Regions from separate parts of the Mus musculus genome. Here region 2 is linked to region 1. The links are chromatin contacts, called in public Hi-C maps. All regions are on one chromosome and are shown on one strand. Each heading gives the region's core, a stretch centred on a gene start, on an enhancer-like site or on the middle of the called end of the contact. The rest is flanking DNA. Distances are from core to core; before and after follow the strand shown.

Region 1 (6,531 bases), core at 3,433-5,932:
AGATGGACCTGACAGGAAGTCAAAAGGCCTGGGAATCTCCACTGGCTCCCTTATTAGGCGACATCTGGGTCTACATACAGATTCCTTCACGAGTCAGGTAATATTGCAGTGGGTTTGGCCACAGGTCCTCCTTGATAATCGCAGCGATTCTGTTAGATTCTGGAAGGCTGCAGTCCAAGAACCAGATGACTAAGCTGCAGACAAGGTCTTGCTTTCTGCGAATGAAGTACTGGGGCTTATGCCCCCTCTGCCATATGATTGTAGTGGAAAGAGACACCAATCGACCAAAAGATCTCACTCCATATACTTTGACCATCAGCTTGTTTCCGAAGTAGAGGTTTCTTCCAAAAAAGAACGTGAATTTGCAGCCAGTCTTAGAGTGTCTCAGTTCCTTCACCTCCAGATTGGTTATATACCTTAATATCTCTGCATCCCGACCCCTAATCCATGGCAGACAACTGAAGGTGGTTCCTGAGGGCAGTCATCCAGATACCTGGGATATTCAGAATGATGTAGCTCCTCCGTTCCAGATGGTGTCCCTGCATTCCCCCAAACTTCTGCTCCAGATGTTGGAAGGCCTTGTCGGCCTGGGCATTCAGTGTCCAGTTCCAACTGGATGGCCTTCAGCAAGTTCTTGTGAAGATCAATGCCCAGGTGCCAAGGCCCTGCCTCCTCCTGCGCCCCACTCCCTCCTCCACTTGCCTCCAGCATCTTCATTTCTTCACCTGCGACCTTCTGCTCCACCTCCTTCACCTCCTCCCTCCCTTGTATTGCCACTTCTGACTTCTCTTCCTCTGCCACAGCACTGGTGCCCTGTTCAGTTTTTACATCATGGGCTTGGGCCTCGGCTCCCCAAGTTTCTAGGACCTCTCCACATCTTTCAGTGCCACTGGACCATCGACTGGAAGAGGCCACCTGCTAGCTGCGGCCACCTGCATCTGGGGGTCAAGGCCCACGACACCCGGGGACTCTGGGCTCCCCCACTATCTTCACGTGGACCTCACCTGTCACCACCTTCTCACCAAGCAGCAGACACCAGCCTGGGGTCCACCAGACAGTGTAAGCATTGCAGAGGCCTTGGTTGTTGGGGGAAGGGTCCCCTAGTTCTGCCCTGGGCCCCTCATGTCATGTCATGTATGGTCTTACACACAACTCCCCTCACAGTCCACGCAGCCCCAGCTCCCACTATAGAATTTCTTGAGAGTCTAAGTTATAGATACATGTAGATGAAAGTGAAGAGAGTGTGTTTTATATTTTTAAATTTTAATATTTATCTACAGAATACCTTTTTTTTACGGTGTTACAGAGAGGAATTCACAGTTTTTACAATATTCTTTAATAGCTGTAGATAGAAATACTTTATATGTTCTGGTTTCCTGACCTGGAGAGTAGGGCTTATTTATATATATTTTTATATCAATATTACTTGTGGACCCTCATTTTCTACTGGTGAATAAACTGCCAATGTGAGCACCTTGTGCATTTTATAAACAGGCATTGCAATAGGCAGGTTATACATTAATACACAGAGCCTCTACATTAATAATTGCTTCTTTTCAATGCTCCAGGTGATAAATACACTTAAGTACATTCAGTGATAAATTATTATATTTACAAAATTAAGCCCTAGCTTATATAATAAATTATGTGACTTCTAACACACTCAGTTTTTTACATTATTCCTCCTTCCTCCTGTTCCTTTTCAAGGACAATATTATCCCCAGACAAGTGGTTGCCTTAAAGTTCAAACATCTATTCTGAATCTTATATAAAGTGGGTATTGTCCTTGTGAAAAAACAATATATATGTATGATGGCTAATTTAATAATTATGTACCCAAGGAGTTTAATAAAATACTTAACATGGAGAACTTTAATATACCTTAAACTATTTCAATTTATGAGAAGTTTATTTATAGAACTTTATTTTCATATATTGAAGACAAAATTTACTTTGAGTAAGTTAAATGGTAGGAAATAAAGAGACACTAAAGTTGTTTTAAAAGTTCTGTTACCACATATAACTATCTAAACATTTAACCATCTAAATTTCATCTTTTTTTCCTTTTTATTAATGAATATTATTTATTCTTCTGCTGTATATCCATGGAAAGTTTTTCTATTGCCCCTACAAAATATTGTTAAGATTTACCTGAACATGTTTCAATATATTTGTGTGTTGATTTAAATACATAAATAAAAAGTATACAGACGCACATTTGTACAATTGTATACTTTATATATATTTTGATTTCAATTTATCTTATCTGATAACAGTATTTGATAAATTTGTTTTGTGTTTTTATATTGTTGTTTAGTTTATTTTGAATTCTTGCTGTGTAGTGTAGTCTTGTGTGGGACTAATTGTGGCTTTGAATTGAAATATTTCTACCTTATGTCCGGAATGATGGGGTTAGAGGCATCTACCATCATGCATGGTTGAGAGGTAACATTTCTGTAGTATACTACAGAACTAAATAAATACATCTCAGATGAAGTAACTTGTGTTTTTATTGTGTTGTGTTACTTCAAATTAAATCAGATATGTGATAAATTATGTATCCATAAGTTTATTACTTGCCTTAATTCTAAAGTTATTATCTAAAATCTTATTTAATATTCTTCTAGAGTAGCATGCATATGTGGTATAAAAAGCTACAAGAATTCAAATGGACTGGAAGATATTGCCTATGTAGAATAGATACATGGATCATAAAAGTGATATATCACGCGATTGAATGAATAGATGAATGAGAAAAGAAATGGAAAAAATGCATATTGGTTACAGTATCAGGTACATGAATCCATTCATGAAAACTCACATCTAGGAAAACAAAGATGAGAGAAAAAAGTGTAACACAGCCATTTTATTAGAAGGACAATTTCACTGAAACTGTGAATGTTTCTGTTAGAGAAATCATGATAATCTTCCTTTATTATCTTTCCATGTTTTCTTTATTGGTTGATAACCTCTAGCATATCTTGGTCAATATTCTATGACATTGTAGCTTAATATGTATTGTGTCATAAGTTTATTTAATATCAATTTGTGAAAACAAATGATATGCAAATTTTTAGTAGTACTTTTAAAATACAGTGTATCTTTTATTCAGAACCTAGGATAAAAAAATTCTCAATACTGAATTTTTCTGTAGCTACATAAGCAAGAACCTAGAAAGTGGCATCAGTATGTAAGCACTTGTCTCTGCTTGACTATATATGATTCTGCAGGGATCAGTTAGAATAGCTTCTAGTTTGTGGACTGCATTTTAAAATGTTTCTGCCTTGTAACAATACAAGACAACAGCCAAAAGAACATGCCCCATCTCAAATACATGTTCCTTAGGTCTGTGAACCTAAGCACGGTTCAGAGGCAATCCATGTAGACACAAGAGAGACTTCTATATGGATGTGCGTATATGTCACAGCTCTTAAAAATTCATTTGTCCACATGACTTATGTCTTAAAATGAAAGTCAACAAATGGTGAAATTATATATTTACTCAAAATAGGCTAAAGAAAAGATTATTTATAAATCAAACAATACATATAAGCATGCTTTTTTATTTATTATTATTGTTATTATTTTTGAGACAGGGTTTCTCTGTTTAGCCCTGGCTGTCCTGGAACTCACTCTGTAGACCAGGCTGGTCTTGAACTCAGAAATCCACCTGCCTCTGCCTCCTGACTGCTGGGATTAAAGGCGTGCACCACTACTGCCTGATTATTATTATTATTATTATTATTATTAATCTTTAATCTTTTTTACAGTCTGCTATGCACGCTCCAGTGAAGTCTGCTTGGCAGGCCGAGAGGCCTGATAGCACTCACGAGGCAAAGAGTTTCAAGGAAACTTAATCTCCTGGAACGAGGCATTCTCATAACCCATACACTCATACCCTATCCCATGTTAGTCTGGTGTGTGGATCCACGTGCTCTCTTTTAGTATTATTTTGTTATAAGTGTCTTTAAAGATTGAATTCTGACATAGCTAAGCCTACTCCAGTGTTCCAACATCCTAGAAAATCCTTGAAGCTGACAAACTTGGAATTCAGTAGGAATTCAGTGAGAAGGCTATCTCTTCAGTAACATTCAAATTTACTTCTAGTAGAGACAGTGAAACTAATTAGGCATTACAAAGAATGGAGCAGGAATAGCTCAGGGCTGGTCTGCAGAGTGTTTACTTGAGACAATAGTCAGTCTTACAGAGACAAAGGAATTCACAATGGCCTAAAGAATAGGTGTTTACCATGAAAGAGTTAGGGAATCCCCCTGAGACAGGTTTCTTCACTAGGCCCCAAAAAACCAGCATAATCAGGCATTTACTAAGAACCCCTGGTGGTGGGCTTAATAATAGACTAGCCTTACACCTGGCTCCCTTCTTAGTGGCAGTGGCCTGGTCCCGCCTTCTTTTGATGTATACATTCCTTATGTTTTGTGTCACTGTAACTCAGTGGAAGTATCTCGCCTGGTTTCTTGTTATTCTCTGTATAAAAAGTTCGATGCTCAACTTGACAAATTACATTCAGATTCTATACAATCTCTCCTTTTGATCTGCTGTCATTCATTTCCCCAACTCCTTCTCCACCTGCAACCAGAGATCCATTCTAAGTAGACAGGGATCAAAAGGGTCTGCAGCAACAGTCCAGTTGTTATCCCCTCCTCTTCTTCCCTCCAACAGTTCCTCATCCCATTCCTCCTTCCCCTCTCCAAGAGGATGTGCCCATACTCACATCCCCCAAAGCCATCCTGCTAAGCCTCTGTAGTCCCTGGGGCCTCAAGTCTCTGAATGGTTAGGTGTATCTTCTCTCACTGAGGACAGACCAGGCAATCCTCTGTTGTATATGTGTCTGGGGCTTCAGACCAGCTAGTGTATGCTGCCTGGTTGGTATTTCAGTGTCTGAGAGATCTACTGGGTCCAGGTTAGTTGAGACTGCTGGTCTTCCTATGGGGTCTCCCTCCTCCTCAGTTTCTTTCAGCCTTTCCCTAACTCAATTACAGGGGGTCCCCGACTTCAGTCCATTGGTTGAATGTGAGTGTCTGCTTCTGTCTCAGCCCACTACTTGTTGGGCCTCTCAGAGGGCAGCCATGTCAGGCTCCTGTCTGTAAGCACACCATAGCATCAGTAATAGTGTCAGACTTTGGAACCTCCCCTTGAGATGTATCCCAATTTGGGCCGGTCGCTAGACCTCCTTTCCCTCAGTCTCTTCTCCGTTTTTTTTTTTTTTTTTTTTTTTTTTTTGTTTGTTTGTTTGTTTTGTTTTGTTTTTTTGTTTTTTTTTTCCCTGCATTTTTTTTTTAGACAGGAACAATTCTTTGTCAGAGTTTTTGACTGTGGGTTGGAAATGCCATCCCTCCTCTAGATGCCCTTTCTTTGTACTGGAGGTGGACTCTACAAGTTCCCTTACCCCACTGTTGGGCATTTCATCTAGGGTCCCTTCCTTTGAGTCCTGAGAGTCTCTCACCTCCCAGATCTCTGAGAGGGTCCATTCTAGAGGGTCCTTTCACCTCCCACCTCCTAGGTTGTGTACTTGCATTCATTCTACTGGTCCTCCGGTTTCATATCTGTCCCCCACTCCCCAATACCTGATCATGTTTACTTTTCTCTTCCCCCTCCTCCTCTCCCACTAAGTTCCCTCACTTCCTCTGACCTCTTCTCTCTTCTCCCTCCCAAGTGGGATTGAAACATCCTCACTTGGGCACTTTTATAAAATGAAAATACTCCTGTGAAATATCTGCATTTTCCAAAATGACTACAGAATAAAATGTTTTTCATAAAATAAAAGAAAAACACATATTTAAGAATGATTTGGAGTATGGTTTTACAAAAGTTTTTTTTTCTGTCTTAGAATTTTAATGATATTTTAAAATAACCTTTTAAATTTTCCTTTCATTTCTTTAATTTATAACTACGATGCTTTAAACACTGTTTGATGGCTGCATATGGGATGTATCCCCAGGTAGGGCAGTCCTTGGATGGCCTTTCCTTCAGTATCTGCTCCACTCTTTGTCCCTGTATTTCCTTTAGACAGGAGCAATTTTGGGTTAAAATTTTGAGAAGAGTGGGTGGCCCCATCCCTTCACCAGGACCAGTGCCTAACCTCCGGATATGGTCTCTATAGGTTCTTTTTCCTATTTGTCGGGTATTTCAGCTAATGTCATCCCCTGTTAAGTCCTGGGAATTTCTTGCTTTACTGGCCTGGGACTTTCAATGGACTAAACCCAGTTCCCGGACCCTCGGGTGTGTGGGTGTGGAAGAACTGTCATGGAGCCAGGGGGAAAGGGGATGGGATGGGGGCTTCTCAGAGAGAAAACCAGGAAGGGGGAATAACGTTTGAAATGTAAATATACAAAATAACCAATAATTTTTAAAAAAAAACTCTGTTTGGTATTTCAAAACATATCATGACTTGGTCTTCTAATTACATTTAGAGCAGAAATACTTAAATACTCAAGAAGTGTTATACAGATTCTAAATTTTCCACGGTAAATTTGACTACAATGAATTGGTCTTTGCATACAAAATGTGATA
Region 2 (6,832 bases), core at 3,079-5,578, 320 kb after region 1:
AGAGGTCTGGTTGAGTAGGAGGTGGGGCATTGGGACATCCTAATGAAGACATGGGGGGCAGGGAGGAGGTATGGGATGTGGAATAGTCAAAGAATGGATCAGGGACATGGGAATAAAGTCTGGAGTGTAAATAAATAAATTAATTAAAAACAAAAACAAAAAGAAAAACAAAAACACCCCATCACAGCACAGAATAACTTCTAAACCTTCTGTTCCAGAAGGGATCTTCAGGGAGGCTCCTCTTTTTCCACTGCTCCCTCCATTCTCCCTCTTTCATTTGTTCCTTTCTTTACCAAATGTCCACCCACTATTTCCTTTATGCTAAATACTATTCTATATGAAAAACATTTAAGAGCCTGTCGTCAAAAACTTATTATTTTTCATGGAAAAATGAAATTTGTAACTGAAGTAACAATAAGATAGTGAAGGAATGTTTCTAACTTTGTATATGTTATTGAAATTTAGAACGTCTTTAAAGAAAATTGGCAAAATATGATTTGAAGTAAGTAGAATATGAGAAATTCTGAGTCTAAAAGTCTAAGCCATATCATCATTTTTAAATTTCTTGATGGGTTCATATCTGATTTTAGTTGATTTTATAAGAATAGTATACTCATATTTAATTATGTATACTGAAAAGATTAGTGATTACTTAAATTCCAAACCCAAACACAAGCAAAGTAAACATCATATTTTCATGTCAGATTAATTGCAAATCTTATAGCATAAACTTCTTTTCATTATAATAATTAACAGATAACTGGCAAAGGTCATTGGGAATACCCTTAAGGAGGAAATGAATTCAAATCATCAATGAACAGAACAAGAACCTAGCAGAGATTACATTGTCACAGGAATGCCATCATCATATTAGCAGAATAAAGAGAATAGCTAACTCATAGATTGCATAAAACTGTTTTTTAAATAATACTTCTAGATTTTAAAGTCAGTTATGGACAAAATGCATTAGAATAATTAATTATCACAATTATGGGTGTGCTTTTCAAGCAACAGTTTGTGTGCAAACACGTTCTTAGTTTCTTATGTGCCTAAGTGTCTACTTTGGACTATGAATGAAGCAGTGCAGCAAGCTATGGAATGATGGCAGTATGTGCTTCGATCTTTTCTTAATTTCCTTCTCCAGTTAATGTTCTTATTTCCTTTCTAGATTCCATCTTGATCTTTAATTATGCTCTATAATTGTCTCTGTGGGAAAACATCTGCTATTGCCTACCCATTCGTTCCTGTGTTATGTCAGATTCCCTGTGGACTATACTATAACTAGTTGATATTGAACTTTCTAGTTGCCTTTTGATCATTTTCCACCCTGAGGGTATGGCTAGGATTAGAAAATTTAGCACTATCATTTTAATACAAGTTAAAAGATATTTCTTATAAATACTATATTATTAAATTCATAAAATTACTTCAGTGGGTTAGAGCTATTATTTTATGTTAACAGTTTGTGTTGCTTACAATTTTTGATAAAGTTTTTTATTGGTTATTTTATTTATTTACTTTTAAAATGTTATCCTTCTTCATGGTTTCCACAATTTAAATAATATAAACTTCAAATATAGTTTTTAGTTATATTTATTTTTAATATTCAAATTCTCAATGCCCTCTATTTTTCTAATTGCCTAAATTCTTTTTATCTTTAAATTTTATTTTCTAAGGATAATACTCATTGATGTTATATTCTTTCATTTTTAAAATATCAACATTCATTATCGTCCAATTAATTATGGTACAATTATTTCTGAGACTCTAAGAAGAATTACATAATTTTACTTATATTGAGTATAAAATCTATGATTAGTTTTATCAAAATCTATATTATATATTATCATAATATTAAATATATTAAAGTTAATTTACATTGGTAAAATTTTATACCTTTTGTTAAGTTGGAAAGTTCAAGATTTGATTGTATATATATATATATATATATATATATATATATATATATGAACTCACATGAATACTTATATGTTGCTACTCATTGCTACTATGTTCCACGAAATAACTTTGTATACATATTTTAAAACATGGCTTAGCAATTATCTGAATTATAGATAACATATTTATTGTTATATAAGTATTTTTACAAAATAGTTTTATATTGTTTATATTTTTACTTCACTGGGTCTTTTCTTTGGAGACAGTTTTTGCTGTGAATATTGATTGATACTCAGTATGAAAGCTCTTTACCTGAAGGCATGCTCTGCAGGTTTTATGGCTTTCCGACAAATAGTTATTTACAATAAAAATCTCAGAACCTTCAAATCTCTCATTAAAGTTAAATATCTCTATGAACCATGGATATGTAGGAAATTGTATGTACTTTTTCTGATTATCCTTGACTTATTTGAAGAATCCACACAGAGATATTCTTAGCCCCATGTACACAGTGACACAATGACTCTATAACAAGAAGTACTTCCAACACCATTATTGAGGATTCATTTCATTAACACCATCCATGTTCCTATAATTAAGTTAAAATACTCTTATAATATAGTGTAATATAATATAATATAACATAATATATATGTGTGTGTGTGTGTATGTGTGTGTGTGCAAGTAGATTTTTAAACTTGAGTTATTTATTAGGTTAAAAGTAACTCCTGACTTGCACATTTGTTGATCCTAAAATTTCTTTTACACTGACAAATTAAACAAGACCCATTCCATTTTAGTAACTCCACTTAATTTGTTTATTTGCAATATATCCTGATTCAGATTAAAAACTTGGCCATATATGGGCATAGATCACATTTTCTCCAACTATAGTTATGGAAATATAACCAAATGTTATATATTTAAATAATAATTAGCTTGTTGACCTTTTTGGATTCTGTGGACTGTATCTTGGGTATTTTGTTTGTTTGTTTGTTTGTTTTGGTTTTGGTTTTGTTTTTTTGGCCAATATCGAATTATTAGTGAGTATATACCATGCATGACCTTTTGGGTCTGAGTTACATCACTCAGGATGATATTTGCTAGTTCCATTCATTTGCCTGCAAAACTCAGGATGTCCACATTGTTATTCCCTGACTAGTATTCCATTGTGAAAATGAACCATATTTTCTATGTCTATTTTTCTGTTGTGGGACATCTAGCTTGTTTCCAGCTTCTGGCTATCACAAACAAGGCTGATATTAACATAGTGGAACACGTACCTCTGTGACATGGTGGGGAATCTTTAGGGTATGTTCCCAAGACTGGTATAGCTGGATCTTCAGGTAGTTCTATTTCCAGTTTTCTGAGGAACCTCCAGATTGATTTCTAGAGTGGTTGTGAGGAGTGTTCCTCTTTCTCCACATCCTCTCCAACATGTGCGGTCACCTGAGGTTTTGATTTTGCCATTCTGATTAGTGCAAGGTAGAATCTCAGGGTCATTTTGATTTGCATTTCTCTGATCACTAAGGACTTTGAACATTTCTTTAGGTACTTCTCAGTCATTTGAGATTCCTCTGTTGTGAATTCTCTGTTTAGTTTTATACCCCATTTTTTGATTAAGTTGTTTCAGTTTTTTGGTGATTAGTATTTGGGGTTTTTTTTTGTTTGTTTGTTTTTTTGTGTTGTTTTGTTTGGTTTTGTTTTGTTTTCTGATCAAGGCCCAATGTTTATTTATGAGTCTGAGCTTATAAAAGGGGAGAACCCATCCCCCACTATTCAAGAACCTTATGGTCCCTTTATAAGGATCTGATAGGAAAACAAGCTTGGTGGCTCAGCAGGTAGCTTCTTGTAGGAAGATGCAGATATGGAAGACAAAAGATTTTACCTAGGTCAGAAGACTCTACCCTAGGTGAGCTTGCAACTGTGGCAAACCAGGTCTGAGCCAGCCTGCTCAAGGCTGGGGGAGGGAACAGTTCCATCCTTTTTATTTATTAAAAATTAGCTGGACTGAGGCATAAAATTTACTTATGCTGCAAGGTCCTGCCTGGGAATTATGGTGGCTGTCTTGGATCTGAATGTCTATACTCCTTCTGAGCTGTTCTGGAGAACATGTGTAGCTTGTTTGTGTTTATTTGCACAAACAAGGCATTTTCGTTTTTATTATGAACAAACATGACCTTTTGGCACATGCCTTTGTCTGAAGTTGATAAGAGTCATAGATTCATCAGTGGCCCATCTTTGGCTGCTGGTCCTCATTGCACAACTTTTTCCCATTCAGATCAAAGGTACAATATGAATTCAATGCATCTCTTCATAGAGATGGATGGATAACTGCCATCTGAGCTTTGCTGAAGGTAAAGCCAGTATGGAGGTAACTGACCTGCTTGGAATACAAAATCAAAAGTTGCAAGAAACAGGATTAAGGTTGTCTTTTGTGATGTCTGAGGCACTCAATTCAGTTGCAAATTAGCAACAATCTGACTCAGGGTCTGGCATCCTTGTGTGAGGGAAGTAGCTTTGAGAATCAACTGAAAAACTGTTACTTCTCATGTAAATAGTGGAGGCTATGTTCCAATTTAACTCTGCTGTCTAATAAAGATTTTTAGCTATCTTCATAATAGGAATCTCAGCCTTTATTCCCAGCATTTGGGAGGCAGAGGCAGGCAGATTTCTGAGTGGGAGGCAGAGGCAGGCAGATTTCTGAGTTTGAGGCCAGCCTGGTCTACAAAGTGAGTTCCAGGACAGCCAGGGCTACCCAGAGAAACCCTGTCAAAAAAAAAAAAAAAAAAAGAAAAGAAAAGAAAAGGAAGAAAAAAATATAATAGGAATCTCCAATACTGGATTGATTTCTAGACCAGTCAATGATTTAGTCAGAATAACTGGCCACATTAAAGAAAAGAGAAGAGTCATTATAACTCCTCCTTTTTTAAAAATTTTTCTAAGTCAGTTTCTACAGTCTCTATGTTCTCTATCCCACAAAGTCTAAAAGCTTGAAGTAAGGCAGATTAGCTTGTCTAATCTGGGATATAGGCAAGCAAACGTGGGTCAAGAACATACACCCAACACAGCTTTCCTGTCACATTGTCAGGGCTCTCAGCAAGCTCACAGGTCAGCATTTTATATTATATAAATATATAAATATATAAATAAATATATATTTATATTTTATTTTTCTAAAATCAGAAATATGAGTATCCATCTGCAATAATTAATTAAGTATAAATCCTTGAGAATTAACACCATTGTGTGGAACAGGTAGAAACTAAGGATATTGAGAACAAGTCTTTACAATTTGACATGCACATTCTCTAAAAATACCAAGTTGCTATCTCCAGACATTACTATTTTGATGATGTAAAGAATTAGATTATATGGCCAATTGTTTTTGTGGAAGGCCTATAGTCTGCCTCGGATACAAATATGTTGTGGCATTGCCTTAAGGGGTCTTGTCGGGGTAGACCATAGTGAGTTCTTAAATGTCCAAAGACAGTCCTTTAAAGGAACAGTGCTTTCTCTTAACTTGAGTTGTATATGCATAAACAATTGCAAATTTGAGGATTAGCAGTATCTAAAAAGGGAACAATTTAAAGCAATTGTAAGCCCTGATATACATACATATACAGAGATATATATGCTTATCAGTATACAAATTAAAGCTTGATTTTCCAACATTTCAAAACACTGGCTATGGGACACAATTCAATTATCTGAACTGAAGCAGGAGGAAACTCAAAAGAAAAATACTCAGAAGTATATGTGATATAGTCATGTATACTTTTCTCCCATAGAAAGGCTGTTTTTTTTTTTAATACAGTAGATGTATTATTTATGGGATGCACACATAAATTTACACAAAATACAAAATCATACATAGAAGCAACTTCTTTTGGAACTTGTCTTTTGGATAATGATTATCAACTCTACATAAAAATTTTGCTATGCAATAGGTCAAATATCAATATTCTGTAATAACCAATTTAATTGCTGTTTGAAATAAGGAATAGATGTTGCCTCAGGTTTTTAAGACTTTTCTTTTTTTCTAAAATTTCTTCATGAATTTATCTTACAATTCTTTATTAACACCACAACAGCTTCACAATAGGATGTTAAAACTTTACTTGGAGATGAAGAAAGATGAATCCCCATTCATGCTCTCTTCTGACAAAGAATTGCTGTGGACACCTTGAGTAACAATAACTAGAATATGCAGTTAATATTTGATTACCATTGATTACAGTTGATAACAATTGATTACAGAAGCTTCATCTACTTTTTGCAAAGCTTTTTTTTTTTCTCACCAGTTAATTTGCATCTCCCTTGATGACATTCAATAAAGGCTAAGGTCCTCCTTAGCTTAAGGTGAGGTCTTAGCCAATTAAGATCTCCTGGAAGCTTTTGAAAATAATTTGAAGTAAGCAAATAATGTTTTCTTTCTTGAAATTTTGTGCCACAATTTTTCTAGAATAGAACTGAGACCCTAAATACTAAAAACAATATTGACTCTGAATCTTTTCTGTAGCAACAACTACTCCCCAAAACTTTAAAGCTCGTTGTGTAAGGGCAAAGGTTTGTAGTAAATTTCCATTCAGAGGCATTAGCTAATAAAATGTTTTCCATATAAGAAACAATATACACTAAAGATTCAGTCTGTATTGAAGCAGAGACAATTTTTTTTCTTTTTGCATAATGTAAAGCTATTAGCCATTCCCAGAGGCAAAACTTTCCAGTGATTACAAGCTCACTAGAAGCAAACCCTTTATAATTACCAGGATGCAAAGGAAAAAAAAAAAAAACCTTCCAAATCCATAATAATTATATATGTAGTAGGCAGGGCAGATTGCAATGACTTTAGAAGTTCCACAGCCTCGTTGACATTTCATATATGTTCTTAAGTTTAAACTTTATTTTGATCAACACCTGGATAGATCTG

The links. Hi-C and Micro-C count contacts between places; a contact is called where the count stands out from the background.
Region 2: a contact with region 1 is called in a Hi-C map of embryonic stem cells, with 2.6 times the contacts expected there. The contact joins two enhancer-like sites. A contact is called at or near these places in 1 of 484 Hi-C or Micro-C datasets (embryonic stem cells) and 1 of 115 datasets of contacts at active chromatin or transcription factors (embryonic stem cells).

Annotation. Positions count from the first base shown.
Region 1 is chr12:62,703,154-62,709,684 of GRCm38.p6, forward strand. It overlaps the pseudogene Tspyl-ps. Among named protein-coding and RNA genes, the nearest start is that of Spanxn4, 19 kb to the left of the region's middle. Within about 2 kb of position 4,683, at least 11 of the 459 cell types and tissues checked have an H3K27ac peak or open chromatin away from gene starts, as enhancers often do. A contact at or near this core is called in embryonic stem cells, where this site is marked.
Region 2 is chr12:63,024,058-63,030,889 of GRCm38.p6, forward strand. No RefSeq gene overlaps it. Among named protein-coding and RNA genes, the nearest start is that of Spanxn4, 340 kb to the left of the region's middle. Within about 2 kb of position 4,329, at least 4 of the 459 cell types and tissues checked have an H3K27ac peak or open chromatin away from gene starts, as enhancers often do. A contact at or near this core is called in embryonic stem cells, where this site is marked.